Linked DNA regions of Mus musculus: region 2 is linked to region 1. The links are chromatin contacts, called in public HiCAR-type maps. All regions are on one chromosome and are shown on one strand. Each heading gives the region's core, a stretch centred on a gene start, on an enhancer-like site or on the middle of the called end of the contact. The rest is flanking DNA. Distances are from core to core; before and after follow the strand shown.

Region 1 (6,737 bases), core at 2,847-5,346:
CTGAGGCTCGGAATATCTGGAAATATCTCTTGAGGAAGGGCGAGGGCCCTGGATTTATATCAAAGTCTTCTGTTAACTTCCTCTTTGAGGCCTTTTTTTCTGAGCAGATGATAAAACAGAGCTGGGGAGGGGGTGGGGGGTGACTCAGTCACAAGAGTACTTGCCAAACAAGCAAGAGTACCAAGTATGGTCCCCAGGGCACGAGGAAAAAAGCTGAGTGTGTTGACACACGCTTGTAATCCCAGCACAGAGATGTAGGAACACTGATCCCTGAGACCGCTGGGTTCTCACAAAAATGTGGGAGAATGACCCTTGAGGTTAAGAACTGGCCTCCACGTAGGAAAGCATACCTGGGCATACAGCGCGCGCGTGCACGCGCACGCGCACACGCACACACACACACACACACACACACACACACACACACGCACAATCAAATAGCATAGCATATCACCAATGGAATTCAACAAACTCTGTTAGAACTGAAGCAGTTCCCTGGAGATGAAGCTTTCTACCTTACTTCTAAGCCACCATGTTGCCTCCTTCCTGTCTCTGCCCGTCCTTCAGAGCCTGCTAACTCCCCTTGAGAAGTGCCAGTAATTCTCCAGACCGTGGCCCAGTGTGTTGTTTCAGGTATAATAGTATTTGTTAATTTGTTATTCTACCAAGATGCAATTTGTGAGTGGATGATAAAGCTGTAATTCCCACAGTGGAGACGGGGGCTCTTCCTTCAGTAAACACAGTGAATCTACCCTGGGGAGGCGTGAGAAGGAACAAGTCCCCAGGTGTTCTCTGACTTGGGGAGCTTAGCGTCTACCATGATGAGGTGAAGTCATGAAAGTGAGCCTTGACAGACCTCAGAAACTGATGTTGCCAGGGTGGAAAAGACAGTGTGTCCCACTAACACCTGGGAGAGGAATGAGTCATTTCTACCTTCAGGAGAATCAGAAATAATGTATGAAAAAGACACATGGTAATAGCGTCAGTATTTATAATAAAACAAGAACTACATTTAAAGGTATTGTATTTAGTCCTCTATAAGGTAGGCATTTGCTCTGTTTTGTGATGTGAAGGCTAGGCTGGACGTTAATGAAGAGTTGGTTTTGTTTGTTTGTTTGTTTTTGAGGTAGAACCGAGAGGGTAGAGAAAGGCACTGTTCATTGGTGGGAATCGGCAGTATCAAGGCGTGGGTGTTGGGAAGCCAGAGGCATCTACTGGCACCGTGCAGGTCAGTGTGGTTGGAGCATTGGAAGGGTCAAAGCCAGTTACAAAAGAGCCACGCGTGCAGGCTGTGCCGGAGCAGCACATCAGGAAGAGACAGTAAGACAGGCCTGCTGGTCCTTCTCATCCCTGCAGCCAAACAAGAAGCTGGGGTTCTCTGTGGGTGTAGGGAACCCAAACTCAGGTCCTCCTGTATGCATGGCAGGCCGTCCCATCCCTGATCTCTTTGCTGTGACAGTGAAGGTTGGAGGTGCCCTTTCCTCACGAAGGACATAAGAGTCTGAAAGGTCCTCATCACTTCTTCTAGTCTCCATCTTAAATGAGGGTAAAGCTTCCTATTTACCAACTGAAATCTGTTTATAGTTTGTCTGAATACTGGAAACAGCTTCATTTATTAGTGCAATGGGGTCTCTTTGGGGGACTGTACCCATCATGGACACCTGCATCTGTAATCAATAATGAATAATAATTGGCAGTAGCAACCACTGACCAGTTAGCTATGCAGGAAGCAGACAGGGAGAGGCGCCTAGGTCGTGGCCCCTTCACTGCCTGCCTGTGTCTCCATTCGGGGCTGACTTGGATCTGTCTGCTCCTGTATCTATGCTTGACTCCATGGGTACAGGCTTCTGATAACTCCTGTTTTACTCCTTCAACCCAGGGTCTATGAACAAGGTTTGGGCAAATTACCTGAAATTTTAATCTCCCAACAAATGGCCTCCTGGCCTCCTTTGTCATTCTCAGGCAGCCCCTCATGATTGATGATGCCTGAGGTAAAACAGCGCCTGCATCTGAGGCTGAGTTACTTCCATGTAGACAATGAAGGAGTGAGAGGAACCCACACCTTCTTAGACTGGTAAGATGCCATGCAGTGGGAGTCCATACTGTGTGTGCAGATATGAAGCTGTATGCCGCGCTCTGAGCCTGAGGAGAGGGGGCGTGTTGGGATACTTTTTGCCATACTCCTCAGGTTTATGTTGCCCACATGTGTACCCACTGCTGGAGATGGAAAGGAAAGCCAGTGTACACAGCCCTCCTTCACACAAGACATCCTAACTATATTGCCAGTTTAGCTGGGCAGTGGTGGTACATGCCTTTAACCCCAGAACTTGAGAGGCAGAGCCAGAGGTAGGTGAATCTCTGTGAGTTCAAGGCTACCCTGATCTATAGAGCTAATTCCAAGATGGCCAGGGACACACAGAGAAACCATGTCTCAAACAAAACAAAACAACCAAACAATGATTTCATGAACCCCCTGATGAGCAAACACTCTCCACATGTGGCAACTGAAGACTTTAACATGAACCCAGATCTTTGTTCTCATCAATGATTTCAAAATTGTGCATATGTAAGTATTTGCCTAATATTTTAAATAGAAGAAGTGGAATTTCCCCACATTTAATTCTTGCTTCACTAGGACAAAAAACACAAGATATGAAACATCTTCTTTGTTTTTAAGTCAGGGTCTTCTTTTGTAGGCCTGGCCTAGTACCCTCCGTACAAACCAAACTGGCCTTGAACTCATGGTGACCCTCCTGCTTCTACCTCCCAAAGTCTAGTATCACAAGCAAAACTCAGTTCCGTGTTTTCTATTCCCTATCTACTCTTAAAAGGGCTTAATTCCCCATACAAACTTCTGGAATTTTTTCTCCCATAGGGGCTAAGGTCAGAGATAACCGAGAAGCGGGAGAACGGGTGATCTTAGAGCAGAGGTGAAGAAAAGCAGGGTTGATCCTGTTTAGAAATGGATAGACTTTCGGATCCAGGAATACACTGGGCAGGAGTCAACTGGGGAATGAGCGTGGGAACAAGTCCTTCAAAGCAAAGCAAAGGGCGTAACTCCTGCCCCAAGCCCTGGTGCAATGCCTTTGGCCAAAGGTCACGTCAGTTAGCTTCTGCATTATCAGAAGGCATGCTCCCATCTCTCTCCCACCGTAGCTACTCCCCTGTACACACCCAAATCTTACTTATGGTGACAGGACCCAGGCTCAGATATTTGCCTGGAGAAGTGGCTGGGCGTCGTTTTCCCAGCTATTGTTTGGCCATGTCCTTCCTGAGCTAGAGGGAATAACAATGGTGATGAGAACTGTCTACAGCCTGGTGGATCCCCTTTTTCAAAATGGTGAGCAACAGATCCCAGCAGGCATATATGGTCCCTCTCAGTAACCAATGCTTACTTCCTGGGGAGCTTAGGTCTGCATTATACAAATGTAAAGCTAGCTTTGAATTCATATGTATTGTGAAGCTAGATTTCAGACTCAAGTTGTCATTTATTTTCCACAACTGTGACTATCTGGCATGTCAGGTGCTGTGTGGGAAAGCTTTGTGCCAAGAAAGAGTATGTCAGGTCCTAGTGAGTCTAATACTTCTGGTTCCTGTCCAGTAAAAGCCAGCCCTACACACACCCAAATCTTGGCTCCTCCCCATACACACCCAAATCTTGGCTCCTGACCCTGTGTTCTCATGCAAAATTCTCCTTGTGCTCTATTTTGTCCTTGCTTCAAAATCACTGGCATTGTCTCCATGGCAGCAAAGAAGGAAAATTGGTTTTGTTATAAAAGTACAGTAGCTTAGGCAAGGGAGCAAGGAAAGTCCACTGACGGAGTGGATGCTGAAGCAGTCACACAGAGCCCACTGCCCAGGAAGTGGTCACTGAAGTGGCCACACGTAAAGTCCACTGCACAGGGAATGGTCCCTCAAGCATCCACACGTAGTCTGCTGCAGGGGGAAGGCTGGCGCAGTCACACATTCAAAGCTTTCAGAAGCTTTTCTCAGTTGATAAAAGTTTCCTCGGAACTATGAAACCATGAATAGAATCTCCGATAAGACAAATGAGGTCATAATGACCTCATGAGAGCATGTAACAGCTGAGAACCCACACAGACTGGAGGAGGTGGGGTAAGGGGGAAATCAGGAAATGATCAATCCATTCTCAGCCCTTCCCATAAGTCTCCCAAGGAGATTGTTACCCAGTAGGCCTATTGTGTTCAAAGGGCACAGGCTTCATCTTCAAGGTTGAGAAAGTGTAGCCAAATGTTTACTGCCTTCCAACTTCTTGTCCTTTTTCAACTTATTAACAATTATAATTTAAATCGGAAAGTGTGTTGTCTTCCATGGGAAGAATTGCTCATTTGTAGCACCTAGCTACCGTTGGTTACATAGTAGATGCTCTCTGATAATTTCTAAATGAGTTCATTCATTCCTTTCATCATCCATAATGTATGTAACAAATGCATAGATGCCTATAACTTCATATCTGGTGACTGTACTCTCCCACCACCATTTTCTATCATAGAACATTAAGTGTGGGCTTCTACACAGAGAAGAAATGAAGTTAGGGAGAGTTTTCCTAACTTGTGATCTTGGTATAACTGGAAGGATTCCAGTTATTAATTGGCTTTGGTTATCCTCACTAACAAACTGCCTTGTGCCTTAAAGTTACATGGTTTCCATTCCTGCCCCAGTTGTTTTCTGTATAGTCTTTGCTAGAGGGAGGGGGAAAGCAAAGAAGAGAGAAGAGTTGTGAAAACATGAGTTGTGATAGGTTCCAACATTTATGTACTGCCCTAGGTCCTCAGAAACCCACAATGGACCACTGAACATGTCAGCCTCTGAGGGAGGTATGGCACTCAGTGTTGATGGTCTACAGACTTCACTACAGCAGTCAGCGTTCAGAGCTGGAAGCTCTGTAACCATGGTGACATGAGCCTGTTCTCTAGAGGCAGTGGTGGCCAGATGCGAGGTCGTTGGTTGTCATAAAGGCTGAGCTGCTCGCCATGGTCTCTCTGTGGTTTGTCTCAGATTCTTCGCCCATAGAGAGAGGCATTGAATACGTCGACTCTGACATTTCTCGTGAGAATGGTCTTTCTAGTACCAGTGTAGCAAAGGAATCATAAAATTTGATAAACTGAAGACAGTTGGATTAGCAGGTAAGATCATCTTAAAAAGAAAGTCCCCCTTGAGCCTCTGCTGTGGTCACTGCCTGAGGCCATGATCTCTTTACCTAGGGAAGAGAAGAGGCACCTCCTCTGCCAGCCATGATGAAGGAAGCATCGGAGCCTCTAGCCAGTGTCACCAGCATCAATAAGCAAGACAGTAAAGTACAGGATGGAGAGATGTAAGAACACACCAACTGGGGCAAGCGGGGTCTGGCTTACAGTTTGGGATGGAATACATACCTCAGTGTTTAAAAATGACTTAGGTGTGGGTGTCTCGCGCCTTGGCAAGTAAAAGTGCTTGCCTGCAAGCCTTGTGACTGGGATGTGGTCCCAAACCTCTGTCATGGAAGGAGCTCCCTCCCCAATAGTAAGTACAATAAAAACCATCTGGGAAGTCATTAGAACTACAAATTCCATAGGTTTCCCAAATATAATGACTCACAGCATCAACTATTTTCCCAACCTCTGTTTTATAAGACCCCCCCCCTCCTCTAAGCAACATAAAGAATTGCCCTAGACAGAACTCTTCCATAAAAACCTGGGTGGGATTTCACAGCTGCCCTTTAATGGACCAAGGCCATCAGCTTAAGAGCTTGTCTAGAGCAGGTGTGGAGGTGTGGCAGCTCACACCCATGTTTCCCGCACGCTGAAGGCTGAGGAAGGAAGCCTGGGCTGCACCACAAGATGATCTCAAAAATCAAAAGCTACACAGAACCACCACCAATAGCAAACTGCGAGGTGAACACGAGACCATTAGAATTTGCTCAGGGAAGTGTTGGTGGGGGCAACATGCATAATAGCCCCTGCTCCACCACAGCTGTTAACCATCTGTCAGCTGAAGCACTGGGGTGGGCTTTCTTTGGTTGGCTAACAGAAGCATTCAGCTCTCAAGGGCACGTAACCAGAAGCCGTGCATCACCTCAGACTTAGCCCTGTGTTCACCATTCAGCACCCGGCACCTGTCTGTCATGAGAAGCTGGGACTGTCAGTATCTTCAAAGCCGCATGACCCAGCCCTCTCAAATGCTGGCCTGAGCTCCTGCCATTGCTCCTGGCTTAGCATCTGTTATCTATAGAGGAAGGAAAATACAGAGAAGGAGCTGGGCAAATGCCAGGACTCAAGGCAGTAAGAAGATTCCCTTCTAAAAGCACCCACAGATGGGTGAGCACAGGGCCCATACACCCAGCTGTAGCCTAAGAGCCAAGTCCTGGAACCTTCACTCTTCCCAGGATGTGTGCAGCCATCAGACACTTATTTTTATTCTTTTCTCTTCTTTTTTTTTTCTGAGACAGGGTTTCTCTGTATAGTCCTGGCTGTCCTGGAACTCACTCTGTAGACCAGGCTGGCCTCGAACTCAGAAATCCACCTGCCTCTGCCTCCCAAGTGCTGGGATTAAAGGCGTGAAGCCACCACTGCTCAGCTCAGACATTTATTTTTAACAGAACTAAGGCTTCCTGAGTCCCTGGGCCAAGTTTCTCTGTTCCAGCTACACAGGGCTTAGTGGGAATCTTTTATACTGGACTTACATGTATTTGGAAGGGATTTTTTTTTTCCTAAAGGAAAAGTTTGGGGGTGCTTACA
Region 2 (6,737 bases), core at 1,971-4,470, 130 kb before region 1:
CTCATGAGCAGAGGGCCTTGACCGGAGCCTCCAGCATTCAGGATGGCTGAGCAAGCCTTCTGTTTCTAGATGGACAGACGGTTCCAGGCAGAGGTAGCCCAAGATGACAGCAACAGCCTCTTGTGCTCCTGTGGGCCCTGGCACTGTGCTCTGTTGGATAGTGCTCCTGTTACACAACCTGTTGGAAGCTGGGTTATTGTATTTGAATAGATGATGCTGTTAATCACAATAAGATACCTTACCTGGAAAGTGGTACTTTAAGATGAGTTCATATTATTCTCTAGTTGTAGCAAAGAGAAGTGTGGAGATAGTTTTGCCTCCATGTTCTTAAAGCATATTTATCAGGATAGTCTTTGATAGGTTGTGTAATAACCCTCTATTTATACCAATAAAGTGATGGTTATTTTTTCTGTTGCTGTGACCGTATGCCTGACAGAAACAACTTGTAGGAGACAGAATCTAATCTGGCCCAGTTCCCAGGGGTGCAGTTCGTCACGGTGGGGAAGATTTGACAGAGCTCACAGCAGTGGGAACATTGGCTGGGTCCCCTGACATCACAGCACAGCAGAAAACCCAGGGGAGGAGGGCTCTGTTCTCGCTTGATTTGGGATCCCAGTCCCGTCATCACCCACATTCAGGGTAGATTTTGCCTTCTCCAGTTTATCTTCTCTGTGAAACACTGGCATGGACACAGCCAGCCCACGGGAAGTCCACGCCCAGTCAAGGGGACAGTGAAGATAAGCACTGAAGGCAGAGATTCACATCACTGAGGACGTTCGCCAGTGGCTCAGGCAGATATGAGTGGACCACCTTACTCAGAAGGAGGCCTTCCGCCTCCAGACTGCTGACATCTGTGGCTCTGCTGACCCCAGGGCCTTTGAGTCCTCACTGGATCCTCTGTACTGATTCTCAGAAGGGGAAGAAGAAGGTGTAGTGCTGTCTGAGAGGTGCATGTGGGCCAGGTGCTCTTATCCCAGGTTGGGGGCGGGGCTGGAGGGTACCGTTGAACTTTGTGGCTAGAAGGAAAGTGATTTGAGTTTAGAGAGCTGCTTGCCAGCCTTCAGAGCAGTGTCACCGTATCCCCTTCTCTGAGGGTGAGACAGACAAAGAGGTTAAATAACTCAGAGAAGTCACCCTGGCAACAGGAGGTAAGAAAGAACTTGAAGCCAGGAGCTTACACCAGACTCCTCCCAGTTACACAGCTTCCAGGAGTGGCCATGATGCCAAACAGAGGCAGGCTCCTGTTCTTTCACAAAGTGCAGAATGCAGCATACAGAAGCTAGTGCTCATTTAGGATGCATGTGTGACCCTCGACACCAGTGATTCTTCCTCAGCATCACAGCATGTGTTCCAACCGTGGGAGTGCTGGTTCAGCCTATTCATGTCCTGTTTCCAACATCATTCACTGATGGTGGACAGATGTGGAACTGGGGCCCTGAGTTAGAGTCAAAGTCAAACAGATTCAAAACAGCATGGCTCAGCATGAAGAGGTGGACTCTGGAGTTACCACAATTGAAGTAATAAAAGCCTTGTTCTGCAGCTCCCTGGTTGAACCCTGGCGACTTCACTCCCTGGCCTGTAGCCTGCTTGCTTATATTTGAGATAGCAATGCCTTCTGCATAGGGCTGTTCGGAGCATACGATTGACCCTTACCGGGTCTTAAGAGTAGCCGGGCAGTGGTGGCGCACACCTTTACGAAATCCAAAGACACTGGTTCTTATTGTTCTATCAGTGAACAGCAACTTCTTGTGCATAGCAGCTCTTCCTGCACTCTCAGAGGTTGGTTAGTCCTGCGGCCCCGCCCCCTTGTCTAGAGGCCCCGCCCCCTTGTCTATGGACTGGATCCTTCTCTATTTCCCTTTCTCCTCTTGAGTGTGAACGGGTATTACACGTCACTTCAGTCCTTGCAATGTTTTCTAAACGTCTCCTGCCTTTTCCTGTGGCCCATACAATCCTGTCTGTACACAGAGGCCAGAGTGATTGGTCTCATGATTGAGTGGGTGTACATCAAGCTGAGGTGTCAAGCACACTCATTATTGATCTCCATCCTTACCTGACAAGGTATGTGCGTTTTGTGGTAAAGACATTGGATGTGACCTCATAGCAAATTTCAAGTTATCAATCTAATATCTTCGACTCTGTTGACCATGTTCATATCTGACCCCAGAGTTACACCTCAGAAGACTTGCTAGCGCTCACCCCATCTGCTTGTGAGTAATTCCTTAAAGATGCCCCGTTTGGCTAGGCTCCCATGTTGTCTGTCATCTGCCTTATTTCACTTAGCACAATGTCCTCCTGGTTTACCCATCTGGTCATAAATGGCACATTCCCATATTCCCCATGGCTGAATCATATCTCATTGGCTTTATTCATCCAGCCATCACAGAATACATTGTTCTTTTTATATGCGCTCACTTGTGAATTGCACTGCAATTCATGTGAGCTACAGGCACCTCCTTGCTAGCCTGACTTCATTTCCTTTACTGGAAATTATAGTCCAATTTTAAAAAGATAATCTGTACTACTTTTCATGATGAATGTACCAATTATATATTATATGTACATGTATAATATAATATATATAATATATATATTAATATATATTTATATATAATTTAAATATAGATCAGATCATGAATTGTCTTGATTAAACATAGTAACATCTTTAAGCCTTATTTAACTATCTCTCAAGCCCTTCCCTCAGTAGGAATCCTGTGTGTCCAGGACAGTCCTCACTTACACCATTATTTTGCTCTTATTATAAACAGCCCATATTTCACTTTCAAAGGATCTAAGAGCTGACAAGTTTTGTAATCATCCTAGAGTGGTTGGATCCTAATTTAATTACAATCCAGAACCTTAACCATGAAGTTTGAATCAATGTGGTTATAACTTGATTCTGATTTAGCTTAGCTTTGAGCTGCATTTAAAAATAGTCCAAGTTCCTTGTGTATTGGAAGCCTTTCAAACTCCATAGTAATGACCTTTGCTGGGCTTCCTAGAGCCCAGCACTCTTCCAAGTGTGGTACCTGCCAGAGATGAGCCAAAGCCCAGGGGCTGCAGCTCAGTGTCTGTCTCTGACTTGTACACAGCCACCTTCCCCTCCAAGAGGGATCATGCCTTAGTGCCACCATGCCTGCCTCCAGTGCCTTACACAGGATGGCTCAGGGAATATTGCTGAGCCTCATGAGTAAGACTTGTAACGTGATAGCCTTGTGAGTAAGCGGCCCAGTAATGTTAATCACAACCACGTTTTGTTTCTGTAACCAGACAACTCCACGCATGTGTACCCACTTACTTGTCAGGCAGAGCTCTCATTGTGGTACCTAACTATAATGCCAGCCCTCTGGACACAGAAGGATCACTTTGAGTTTGAAGCCAGCCTGGGCTGTATAATAATATGACCTTGTTTCATAGCCAGACAAAGCAAAATAAAGCAAAAACCAAAAATACAAAGAAAGGATGGAAGGAAGGAGGAGGAGGAGGAGGAAGGAGAAGAGGAGGAAGAGGAGGAGGAGGAAGAGGAGAGAGAGAGAGAGAGATATAAAGAAATGAGCAAAACAAAAAGAGTGAAATGACCAAACCTAGCACCTTGTTTCCAGAGTTTCGGGAGGGTTGAGTCCCAGCTGGGGCTGCCCCAGTCTGGACGGGAAGTATTCCTGTAGCCGACGGTAGATCCTACGTAAGATTCTTGGCTAGTTCTTGGAGTGTCTTTCTACAGGTCAGTCAGAATATAGGCAGTTCTATATCATGGGAAGTAAGGGTTGGCGGGAGGGTGGTTGTAGATAAAAGCAAAGCCTGAGCTAACAGCTCCCCCCCCCCAGGTTGCCCACTATCAGTGATGGGCATAGATAATATGGCTGCCTTCAATTATATTACTTGAGCTAAGAAAGTATCCTCTTACTCCCGTAACTCATCTTCTGTGGGATCCCACAGCCTTCAGTACAAACATTTCTCTCATGTTATAGAACACCTGCCTAGCTACTCATCTCATCTGTCAGTGGTAAAGTCCTTTAGCAATACCATGCCTTTGTCAATGGCACACTGGCGTACAGGTGTCAGCTGAGCCAGTCTGACTTGTTGCATTGTTGCTGTTTCCTCCCCCATTGAAACATGCCATCCTGAAGGGAAGGGATACAACATACTAGGCTCATAAAAGCAACAAGAAACTCAGAAGCCTCACCAGCCCCGCTGAGGAGACTCTTCGGCGGAGCTGCCTGCAGGCTGGGCAGGGAGCTCCAGAGATACACTTTCTATGAGTTGTCACGTATTCTGATCTGTGGGGCTCTCCAGTGCCACAGCTGCCATTGAGTGACTCATGCTCTTGTAAGTAATCCAGAGAAGTTGACTGCTTCACCAGGGCAGACCTGGGTGTGATTGTTCCTTTGGTTCATCATTGCCCTCACTATCTGACCCCAGGGCAGGTCACACAGCACTTGTCTTGGTTGTGATAAAATGAGGGAGAGAAGTACAAAGGAGGACAGTTGTAACTTTAAATTTTTCAAAGCCTATTTTTAATGATGGTTCTTAAATGCTTTAACCTCCCTTCTAGCCCACCACCCACCAGAGGTAATGGAAAAGAAAGGATATGGAGGGAAGTGGACCTGTTTAGAAATGGTTCTTTAGAGCAACTCCCTTCTGTGTTGTCTGGGCAGCTCAACCCTCTTGTAAGCACTTCACAGACGCACCAGTAGTCCAGTTCAATAGAGCTGGGATAGCAAACATGATCAGCAGCTATGGCACTACCTAGCAGAAACAGCCGGGCCTCAGCCTCAGCACCAGTCAGTAGGAGGGACCAGGCCAACAGGAATGCCAGGGAAAGTTCTCGGCTGTGCCTCTCCCAGCAAAGTAAGGATCAGCAAAGACTCAAGACCAAGAAGCGGTCAGCTATACAAGCAAGCCAAGCTCAGCCTCTGTCACTGTCCATAGAGTTCTATTTATACCCCCTCCAAACATCACATGTCCTCCATGGGTCTTGTCTCACTGTGTCTTTCTTGCCTTGGCACGTGTGTCTGCTTCAGCTGATACCACTCTGCCAATCAGCCCAAGTCGGCAGAAGCAGCAAGAAGCCTAGGCACACCACCAGAAGTTTCTTGGTGCAATTCTCTATTCTATAGAGTCCAACATATGGAGCCCAATCACACAGTGTAAGGTGGACCAATGCACGGGTGGTGTTAGCGAAGAATTCTTCACGTGTCCTTGCACGTGCTTGCTTCAGCAGAGCATCCTTTCACCTGTGTCTGCTTCAGTGAAACTTACTTTCAGGAGTCTGTCTTAGTCTTTCACCTGTGTCTCCTTCAGGAAAACACTCCTTCACGTGTTTGCCCCAGGAAAACACCATCCAACACAACTGACTTTCCAAGAACCCTAAGTTTCCACTTCAGATAATTGTTCTGGGCTGGGCATTGAACTTGTTTTGGAATTGGGCTCTGATACATGTTCCTTGTCTGAACATATGAGAGGTGGGCCTGTTGCAGCTAGTTTTAACTGGGTGAGTGTTTTCATTCGCACCATCTTATCCTGCACTGCTTGCTATTTATATATTAACTATGCAGTTTAGTTACATGCAATATAGATGTTCAGCTCCTGTATCTCAGCTACTCTGGCATCCTCACAGCCTACTGGAAGCAAATCTGTGGGTCTTGATTTGTAGAAGTCTCTACGCAGCCATCATTCATGTGCCCAGAGTGCTCAACGACTGCTTTACCATTTTCACTCTGTGTCACTGATGTCCAGGTCGCCACTTTTAGCTCTCCAGACATCCGTGGTGAAGCCAGTCCTTAAAGAAAAATCAAACCAAATGACAGACATTGATAGACCCTCTGCCCTGTCAAACCGAATGACAGACCCTCTGTCGTTGATAGACCCTCTGCCCTGAATTTCAGAACTGTGTATACAGAAGACAGGGTCAGGGTTAGAAACATCACTGTACAGTCAGCTGCTGACGTGTTGGGAGCCAGAGGTAAGTTAGCACTCCTTAATCATCCACAGTCAGCAACCAAAAGAACATTAGAAGTAAGCAGCAGAGACTGAGCCACGGTGGCCTTCACAGCAGTAATCTGTTCAGTCTTCCTGTCTTCTTGAGAAATTTATTCAGTACATATACATGCTGAGGGAGAGAAGGAGAGACAGAAGGAGAGGGAAGAGGAGAGGCAGGGAGACATGAGAGAGAAGTAGAGGAGCGAGATCTGTCGGCAGAACACAAAAGGCTTGTCTTTGTTTTTTAATGTTAGTTCCATTTGTTCACCTTCCTTCAGCTCATACGCAGCTATCTAAATGTTTTGAGTACTTTCTATGTTGTGAGGGGAAACTTTAGTTCCTCCTTTCCTGTTTGTTTGTTTGTTTGCCTTGACCTAGGGTCTCCTGCAGCTCCGGCCATCCCTGGCTGGCTGTGTAGGTGAGGATGACTGAATTTCTGATCTCCCTGCTTCATCTCTCAAGTCATGTGACCACCCATCAGCTCCTTCAAGTACAATACCCAGAACTGCATCCTTCTGTGTCCTGGGAGAAGAACATAGAAAGGATTGCTAGGTCTGGTGTGTATGCATGCCTCTAATTCCAGCACTTTGGAAGTGGAAGGCAGAAAGATCAGGACTTTAAGGGCAGCTTCATCTACTTGGAGAGTTTTAAGCCAGTTTAGGTTACAAGAGACCCCTTCTCAAAGAACAAAGTATACAAAAGATACCCACTGGTGTTTCTTTAAGAAACTGGGGTGAAGTCAAAAGCCACATGATCAC

What was found. HiCAR-type assays count read pairs that join an accessible place to other places.
Region 2: a HiCAR-type map of fibro-adipogenic progenitors shows a contact between it and region 1, with 2.3 times the contacts expected there. The contact joins the enhancer-like site here to the promoter of Lmntd1 in region 1. A contact is called at or near these places in 1 of 39 promoter capture datasets (macrophages), 5 of 484 Hi-C or Micro-C datasets (embryonic fibroblasts, liver, nephron progenitors and 1 more), 2 of 115 datasets of contacts at active chromatin or transcription factors (embryonic fibroblasts and fibro-adipogenic progenitors) and 3 of 9 other capture datasets (adipose tissue, embryonic stem cells and liver).

The regions. Positions count from the first base shown.
Region 1 is chr6:145,432,284-145,439,020 of GRCm38.p6, reverse strand. Lmntd1 (lamin tail domain containing 1) reads left to right here and starts at 4,096. Exons shown (of 10, transcript NM_028742.2): 1 at 4,096-4,116; 2 at 5,020-5,147; 3 at 5,226-5,335. The coding sequence starts at 5,256.
Region 2 is chr6:145,561,389-145,568,125 of GRCm38.p6, reverse strand. The region is part of intron 1 of Gm38475 (a long non-coding RNA gene); the gene reads left to right. Among named protein-coding and RNA genes, the nearest start is that of Gm38475, 50 kb to the left of the region's middle. Within about 2 kb of position 3,220, at least 36 of the 459 cell types and tissues checked have an H3K27ac peak or open chromatin away from gene starts, as enhancers often do. A contact at or near this core is called in embryonic fibroblasts and fibro-adipogenic progenitors, where this site is marked.